Regions from separate parts of the Mus musculus genome. Here region 1 is linked to region 2. A link is a contact called in public promoter capture Hi-C data. All regions are on one chromosome and are shown on one strand. Each heading gives the region's core, a stretch centred on a gene start, on an enhancer-like site or on the middle of the called end of the contact. The rest is flanking DNA. Distances are from core to core; before and after follow the strand shown. Region 1 overlaps Gm17382 (predicted gene, 17382). Region 2 overlaps Gm34455 (a long non-coding RNA gene).

Region 1 (4,269 bases), core at 339-2,838, 390 kb after region 2:
CAGCCCCTTATTTTTAGTTGAAATAGAATGACATCACTTTCTCCTCTCCGTTTCCTCCCTCTGCTCCCAGATACCTTCTCGTGAATCATTCCTATGTCTTCCTCGAGCCTGATAGCCTTTTTTTCTTTAATCAGTATTGATAAGCCTGTTTTTCTTTGATTATTATTGCTACTCACATATGCTTGTGTGTATGTAATACGTGTATGCACAAATATATAAATAAAAGCACAACCTGCTGAGTCTTGGTGTGTATCAAGGCTACCATTTTACGCTGGACAACCAATAAGGGGCTCGTCTCTTGAAGGGGAAAATGCTTCTCCCAGCAGGCATTAGGTGCCTATAGTTCTTTGTCTAAGGATAAGACCCTGTGGAATTTCCCCTTCCCTGTTAACGTGCTCACTGGTATTGACATTGTTCAGGTCTTCTTCATGCAGCCATCTCTAGGGCAGACTGCTCCACAGCAGGCTTCCTCATATTCTGGCTTTTACCCTCTCTGCCCCCTCTCCCATAATGCTCCCCTAAGCACAGACTCGGGAGCTGTGATATAATGTATCCACTGGGGCATGGCTCCCACAATCTGCTGATTTCTGCAGTGTCCAGTTGTGGTTGTCTGCTGGTTTCCATTTGCTATGAAGAAAGGCTTCTTTGATGAGGGGTGACTGCTACATTTATTGAGCATACATCAATTTTTTAAAAATGGATGCATGGTATTCCCTATCCATAAACCAGAACTTATTAAACTATTTTGTTTTTTTTTAAGATATATTTATTATATGTAACTACACTGTAACTGTTTTCAGATACTCCAGAAGAGGGCATCAGATCTCCTTATAGAGGGTTGTGAGCTACCATGTGGTGACTGGGATTTGAACTTGGGACCTTTGGAAAAGCAGTCAGTGCTCTTAACTGCTGAGCTATCTCACCAGCCCTAAACTATTTTCTGTTGGTAGATATTTAGTGTGTGTCTCTGATCTATCTATTTATCTGTCTGTCTATCTATCTATCATCTATCTATCTATCTATCTATCTATCTATCTATCTATCTATCTATCATCTTTCTCTCCATATAGAGGATTGAACCCAGTGCCTTCTGCCTCTACCACCCCACAACTTTTCCATACCTTCAGAATGATTATCATTTACTGTCTGTCCACATGAGATGTCTGTGAGTGACAATTCTGGGATGTCTGAGAGTACTCTGAGATGCAACAGTGTTCATTCATGAGGGGAGGGCTGGAAGTCAGGTCAAGACTTTGTTTCAGATACATGCTGGGTTCTGGGCTCCAGTCAACCCCTTGTTGTCTCTCAGAGTTGAGAGTATTAGGACAGACATTTGAGATACGGGAGAGAGCAGTCAGTGAGGGGACGACTGCCTGGCTATAGGTTCCATCTCCCCAAAGCTCTTGCTGCTGGCAGAAGCCTTGGGAAGGCCGGTTCCATCCTTGACCACTCATCTCTACCTTGGGGACAGTCTAAGCTTCTGTGACCTGGGGTGAAAGATCCCAGATCCTGTTACTGGCTCCTCTTGGAAGCCTCCACTCTCGGCCTCCCTGCTTCCTGTGACTAATTTCTGAAATCCCTGTGACTGAGAAGGTATAGGATGAAGTTTCCCACTCCTGGAGGGCTCTGGGTCCCAGACTGGGGCTAGGGGGTTTGACGGTGGGTGACAGCTAGGACTTCTGTGTGGTCACATACAATAAATACTTCAAGAGCAGAAGCGGGAACCTTCAGATTGGGTGGCAGCAGCTGTGGGGTACAGGGATAACCTCACTGATGGCTGGTTAGATAGGGCTCTCTCTCTCTCTCCCTCTCTCCCTCTCCCTCTCCCTCTCCCTCTCCTTCTCTCTCTCTCTCTCTCTCTCTCTCTCTCTCTCTCTCTCTCTCTCTCTCTCTCTCTCTCTCTCTCTCATGTTAGACCATTTCAGAAGGCAGTGTGCTCGCTGATGAAAAGGCCATGGTCATTCTCTTAGGAAATCTGCTGGGTCTGGCTCTGACAGTCCTCAGCTGCTCCATAAATCTTCCATCAGTTCCATCCAGCCAAAAAGATGTCATCACCGTTTTCTCCTAGCAACAAGGAATAAAAGGTCAGTAACTCCCCCAGCCCCGCCCAAGACTAAGGAGACAAATGGAAAGTTTTCATCGGGAGGTGCTGGGCTGTTTATGCAGGAAACGATTTGTGCTAGGAAGCCAGCTTAAGTGTGAGAATGGTGATTGCTTTAGGCGCCAGTAGTGCCCTGGACTCTCCCACACTTAACAGACAGAACCTAAGAAGCTTAAAGTTAGAAGAACTATTAGCTGTCATCCAGTACACTCAGATTCAATTCTCAAGACAACAGAATCTGTACTGTAAATAATATGTTTATGCAGCCTCTTGATACATTCAAACAGAAGTACCAAGAGTGGAAAAGGCTCTGGATCCCTCTGACTTCTGCTATCCTGTGTTTAAACTCTCTGTCTGGTGTCTCGGCCAGGGTGTCCCCAACACTGGCTGCTGCTCACAAACTCTTGCCTGGGGAAGCATCAGTATACATTACCATAGTGTTGCTGATTGGTGCCTGACCTGGAGATGGTGAATATTTAAAGTTGCTGAGCCACTTTGGTTGGTCTGTGTGGCTTTGTTGGAGGTAGAATTCGAGGTCGAATTCATCTTGCTTGCACGGATTGTACACACTGAGGGGCTGGCACCCCTTCTGCCTTGGAGCTTGGGAGCCAGTTGTCATTCTTCAGTCTGGTGCCTCAGTGAAGCTCAGGGGCAGCCTGGGGCTTTCAGGCTCTTTGTTGGGGCAGCAGCGGGGAGAGGGTGGCTCCACTGTGTGTGAGCTACCAGATCCTTTGGAACTGGAGTTACAGATGGTTGTGAGCTGCGATATGGGTGCTGGGAATTGAACCAGGGTCCTCTGTAAGAACAACCAGTGCTCTTAACCTCTGAGCCATCTCCATCCCCTTGTCTATTGTTTTAGTTAAGGTTTCTATTGCTGTGAGAAAACATCATAACCTAAAGCAACTTGGAAAAGGAAAGGTTTATTACAACTTACAGTTCCACATCATAGTCTTTTGAGGGCAGGAGCTCAAACAGGGCAGAACCCTGGAGGCAGGAGCTGATGCAGAGGCCATGGAGGGATGCTGCTTACTTGATTGCTCTCTGTGGCTTGCTCAGCCTCTTTCTTATGGAACCCAGGATCACCAGCCCAGGTGTGGCCCCGCCCACAATGGGCTGGGCCCTCCCACATCAGTCACTACATAACAAAATGCCCTACAGGCTTGTCTACAGGTCTGGCATTTTCTTAATTGAAAGTCCCTCTTCCCAAATGACTCTAGCGAATATAAAGTTGACATAAGCTAACCTGGACATGTACAACAAAGGAGGCCTTTGATGAGTGACAGTTGTCAGTGACCCTGTCATAGATTGTATGCCTTATTCCTTCCTCAGTCATCTTTTTTCTATGGTTTTAGACTTTTCTTCAGCATAGTTATTTGACTTCATTCGTGGTTATTTTGGTTCACTTTTGACCCATAGTGGTAGCCAGTTCCAAAATGGTGCCTACTAGCTTCAGTTCCTTGCTTTTCTGAAAGGATCAAAACCACTGGAGAAGAACTGTGCTCTCAATGCCATCCCACAATGCATAGGGCTGACCTGGCAGCCAATGGACGTTGTAGAACGTCTATAAAAAATGACATCAGAGCCCAAGGAATGAAGACACTGTGGCTTCCACTTTGCCCTCTTTTGATGGCTCACTGGGAACAACTGGCTGTCACCTTCTAGGGTACCCAAGCAATCCTGTGGGAAGGACCCCATGTCATAAACTAGACTGATCTTTTTTCATGTGGACCATATTGGAAGTGAACCTTCCAGTTTTGGTTTAGCAAGCCTTCATATGACTGACACATGTTGACAACCTGATCCTAAGCCATATGGTGGTGCAGCTTAGCCGGGTTTCTCTCTCTCTCTCTCTCTCTCTCTCTCTCTCTCTCTCTCTCTCTCTTTCACACACACACACACACACACACACACACACACACACACACACACACACACACACACACCCCTCTTGGGGACATTTGTGGTGCTAGCCGATACATAACTTTCATGTTTACCCCACATTGGCTAACTACTACTTTGCTTGTGGAAGAGCAGAAGCTGGCTTTGCAAGTGAGAACTTCCTGTTTGCCCAACATTTTGCACACAGAATAAATGACAGAAAACATGATCATCTGGCCATTACTGCTAGATGTTTTGAAAATTCCTGGCATTAAGTGATTTACCTCTAA
Region 2 (3,663 bases), core at 307-2,806:
GGAAGGGCTTCCTGCTGAGCTTCTGAGCTAGCCTGCTCTGAGGGAGCTGAGGTGACCTGTGACAGCCCACTCAGCTTTCTCTGTGGGGTGCTGCAGGGGTGAACTCGTGTCCTGCCACAACACAGCTGTAGGACCTGGGCAAACACGTTGCAAGTCTCAGTCCCGTGTGTATAAGGGAACGGCAATGCTAATGGAGCAAGGGTACCCATCAGGTCTGAGAGAAGCCCTCCCTCAACCGTGAGCCTTCTCCTCACTGAAAGAGCCACAGGAGAACCTTGCCTTCAAGAAAGATCCAAGCCCCTCCTGGGGTGAAGCATGCCCTCGCTTCCTTCAGCTCCTGCCACCATCTACCTGGCTGGCAAGGCAGGGAAGGAGAGGAAGCCAGTCACAGAGCATGAAGTATTTCCAGGGGTGGTGAGGAGGAGTTTGTCCAGCATTTATGCTGTGACTCAGGCTGAAGCCTGGACTCAGGCACTTCCTGGTCTAGTGACTCAGTTTCCCTTGTTATACAGCAGCATCACAACACAAGGCCTGCTTTTCAGCTTTGAAGAGGCATTGAGGCAACTATTGAGTACTGGTAGGGCCCTTCATGCCCCATGCTTGGAGGGCCTACTACGTGCCTGAGGCTCTATGCACATTTGATCTTGATTCTTGGCTGAGCCTAGAGAAATTAGAAATACTATTGACCACATTGTATGGCGTGATAAGCAGGCCAAGGGACAGCCTAAGCTCATGGAGCCGGGGACCAGCAGAGTCCAACGGAGAGCACAGGCCTCACTAGCATCAGGAATGTGCCTTCCATTGGAAGCATGCCCTAATAGTATTAGGTCATGCCCTTGACCCCAGCAGATGTTTCAGGGACCCCTCCCCACCTCTACCCCATAGAAGGTCTCCTGGTCCACTCTCCAGCCTGACCCTCTGGTTTCAAATGTGTCCACATAGGCTGTAGGAACTTGGCTCAAGTCTGGCCTCCTTTCTATAATAGACTGCTTGGAATCCAAAGCTGGAGTCCTGGTGTCCTCTGTCCCACATGCCTGGAAAGGCACTGTCAAGGTTCTTCACCCTATGAGACTGAATTTCCAAGCTTGGTACTGAAGGAGAGCTGGCATGGAGGACTGACACAGGGTCCATGAACCCCCCCCCTAGGAAGGCAGAGCCCCCTACAGCAAGCACCTGGGAGGGAAGGACCAGGAGTGGGGCCGCCATGGGGCCAGCTGGGCCCTCACTGGGCTGTCTGCCCTCCTCCATTTTCTCTCATTTTCCTCTAGGACATCACTTAGCCCCATTTTGGAGCCTGGATTAGACTCGAGGTTGGCTGCCCCCAAAAACTTGCAACCTGGTCCATACCCATCTTTCCCCTGAGCCTGAGTTCCCCGGTATGCTACAAAATTCGGGAGCCCCCCCTCCCCCAGTTACTGATGAAGACATCACATCTTTAAAGACCCTAGTACATCTCACAAAGCATCAATAAACTGGCATCCAGACCCAGGGAAGGGTCCATGAATGATCCTGAGAGCCCCTTCCTTGGGTGTCCAGCAGGTGGCAGCATCAGTCCCTTGTTGGCACACAGACTTTTGCTCTCAAATGCTTTATAGATTTTGTTAGCAATCCCCCCACCCCACCCCGTTCCACCCTGAGCTACACCCCCAAGCCCTTACAGAGTTTCATGCCATTGGTGGTGAGGAACTAGATTTAGAAGTTGATGCTCCTGGAGAATTTCCTGCCCACTAATCCCATAGGCCCTTGCTCCTAGCAAGGCTGCGGGCCAGCCCTGTGGGAAGAAGCAGAGGGAGCCTTACCCTGGAGACCCCTCCTCCCGCCGCCCTGCCTGGCTCTCCACAGCCCTCTGCATCCAGGGCTCTCTCACTTTCTCCACCCTCTTCCTGCTTTTCTTCCTCTTTGTGTGAATTACAGGAACAGTTCACAGGTTCTTTTCTTTTTTAAACAATTTTACTTTATTTTTATATTTTATATATGAGTACATGGTAGCTGTCTTCAGACACTCCAGAAGAGGGCATCAGATCTGGTTACAGATGGTTGTGAGCCACCATGTGGTTGCTGGGAATTGAACTTAGGACCTCTGGAAGAGCAGTCAATGCTGTTAACTATTGAGCCATCTCTCCAGCCCACACAGGTTCTTTTCCAGGGCCAGTATGCAGCACACAAGAGGAGTCTTTTGGAGTGTTCAAGTGATGGTGGGAAAACAGTCAATAATAAAGGAAGAAAGGAACTTCTTTTTTTTAATTCTTTTTTTAAATTTATTTATTTATTATATGTAAGTACACTGTCAGACACTCCAGAAGAGGGAGTCAGATTTTGTTACAGATGGTTGTGAGCCACCTGTGGTTGCTGGGATTTGAACTCTGGACCTTCAGAAGAGCAGTCAGGTGCTCTTACCCACTGAGCCATCTGACAGCCCAGAAAGGAACTTCTTCAGGAACTTCTTCACAGGCCCTGGCAAGCATCCGTCTGGTGATATGACAGGGTGACCAGCGGGAGGCATGGAGGAGGCAGGGAAGTGGCCAAGGACAAGGGAATCCACACAGAGGTGCAATCCTCAAAGGCCCTTGGGCAGCCAGGGATGTCTTGGGAATCCAAGGAGGCTGGTGCCATGCTTTTCCAAGATGCCGACTAAAGGGTGCATCAGCTTGCCACAGCCCATATAGCCACAAACACAGAGAAGCAGTTCCTGGGTTCTCAGACGAAGAAACTAGGACCCTCAGCCAAATCAGGGACCATAAGCAACCAGGAAAAGAAAGAAAGAAAAGACAGAGTTTAGCCTGTGCAGAGTGCAGGTACTCTGTTGTGCCGTAGCGGCTACTTTATGTAGATGAAGGGATGAAATGGGAGTCTCAGAAGGAAGGAACACGCCTAGGGTCATGAAGAATAGCAGACCTGAGCCTTGTACCTGAGGCTTCCCCATGGAGGTAGCTAGCACCCTGTGCCCTAGATACCTCAGAGCCACCCGGAGGGCCTTTCCTTCCTCGGGCCCTGCAGCCATCCCGCTGAAGCTCCTTAGGGTCCCTTGAGGTCAGCCAGCAAGTCTTATTCTCACAACCCTCCCCTGGCACTCCACGTTTCCGTAGCAATGCTCTACCCTCTCCCACCGCTGCCACCACACCACACCACATCACACCAACCCTGTTGCCTCTCCCTGGATGGCTCTCTGTGTGACTAACACCTAAGGTCACCACATTGTGTCTGTCTCCCCCACCAGACTGCACCTGAACCCCACGAAGGTCTCAGCCTCATGAATCAACCTTTATATGGCCCCTGCCTACCACACTGATAACATGTATTCATTCGTACCCAGAGCTGCATGTGTAGAGAAAGAGCTCTGTGGACTGGAGACCTTTGCTTGAGCCTGTGCCAGGACCTTGACCTGCAGGAAGAAGGTCAGAGAAAAAAAATGGCAGCTGTGACCTAGGCCAAGTCCTCCAGAGTGGGGCCATCTGGGTCATGGGTAGCATTAGTGCTGGGGACATGGCATCAGCAGGCTTAGAGATATCTCTTGTGCACAAAATAGAGATGAGTGAGCCCTAGAACGTGACCTGGAACATCTTCTAGGGTATAGGGAGGGTGGAGTCCCCGGAGCTCTGAGCAAGGTGGCAAAGTGTGTGAGGGTCTGACTCAGCCAGGAACTATTGGGGAACATAGGAAAAT

Evidence for each region. Promoter capture Hi-C pulls out the DNA fragments that hold promoters and counts their contacts.
Region 1: a contact with region 2 is called in a promoter capture Hi-C map of hippocampal neurons, with 4 times the contacts expected there. The contact joins two enhancer-like sites. A contact is called at or near these places in 13 of 39 promoter capture datasets (the 3T3-L1 cell line, 3T3-L1-derived adipocytes, the HPC-7 cell line and 8 more), 2 of 15 datasets of contacts at CTCF or cohesin (both in embryonic stem cells), 17 of 484 Hi-C or Micro-C datasets (the 63-12 cell line, the HPC-5 cell line, the HPC-7 cell line and 9 more) and 6 of 115 datasets of contacts at active chromatin or transcription factors (the NIH/3T3 cell line, embryonic basal ganglia, embryonic stem cells and 3 more).

The regions. Positions count from the first base shown.
Region 1 is chr17:26,859,528-26,863,796 of GRCm38.p6, forward strand. Gm17382 (predicted gene, 17382) reads right to left here. Exons shown (of 3, transcript NR_168075.1): 3 at 650-2,064. Among named protein-coding and RNA genes, the nearest start is that of Nkx2-5, 20 kb to the left of the region's middle. Within about 2 kb of position 1,589, at least 34 of the 459 cell types and tissues checked have an H3K27ac peak or open chromatin away from gene starts, as enhancers often do.
Region 2 is chr17:26,465,300-26,468,962 of GRCm38.p6, forward strand. It overlaps Gm34455 (a long non-coding RNA gene), which reads right to left. Exons shown (of 3, transcript XR_876694.2): 3 at 2,355-3,663. Among named protein-coding and RNA genes, the nearest start is that of Gm34455, 37 kb to the right of the region's middle. Within about 2 kb of position 1,557, at least 55 of the 459 cell types and tissues checked have an H3K27ac peak or open chromatin away from gene starts, as enhancers often do.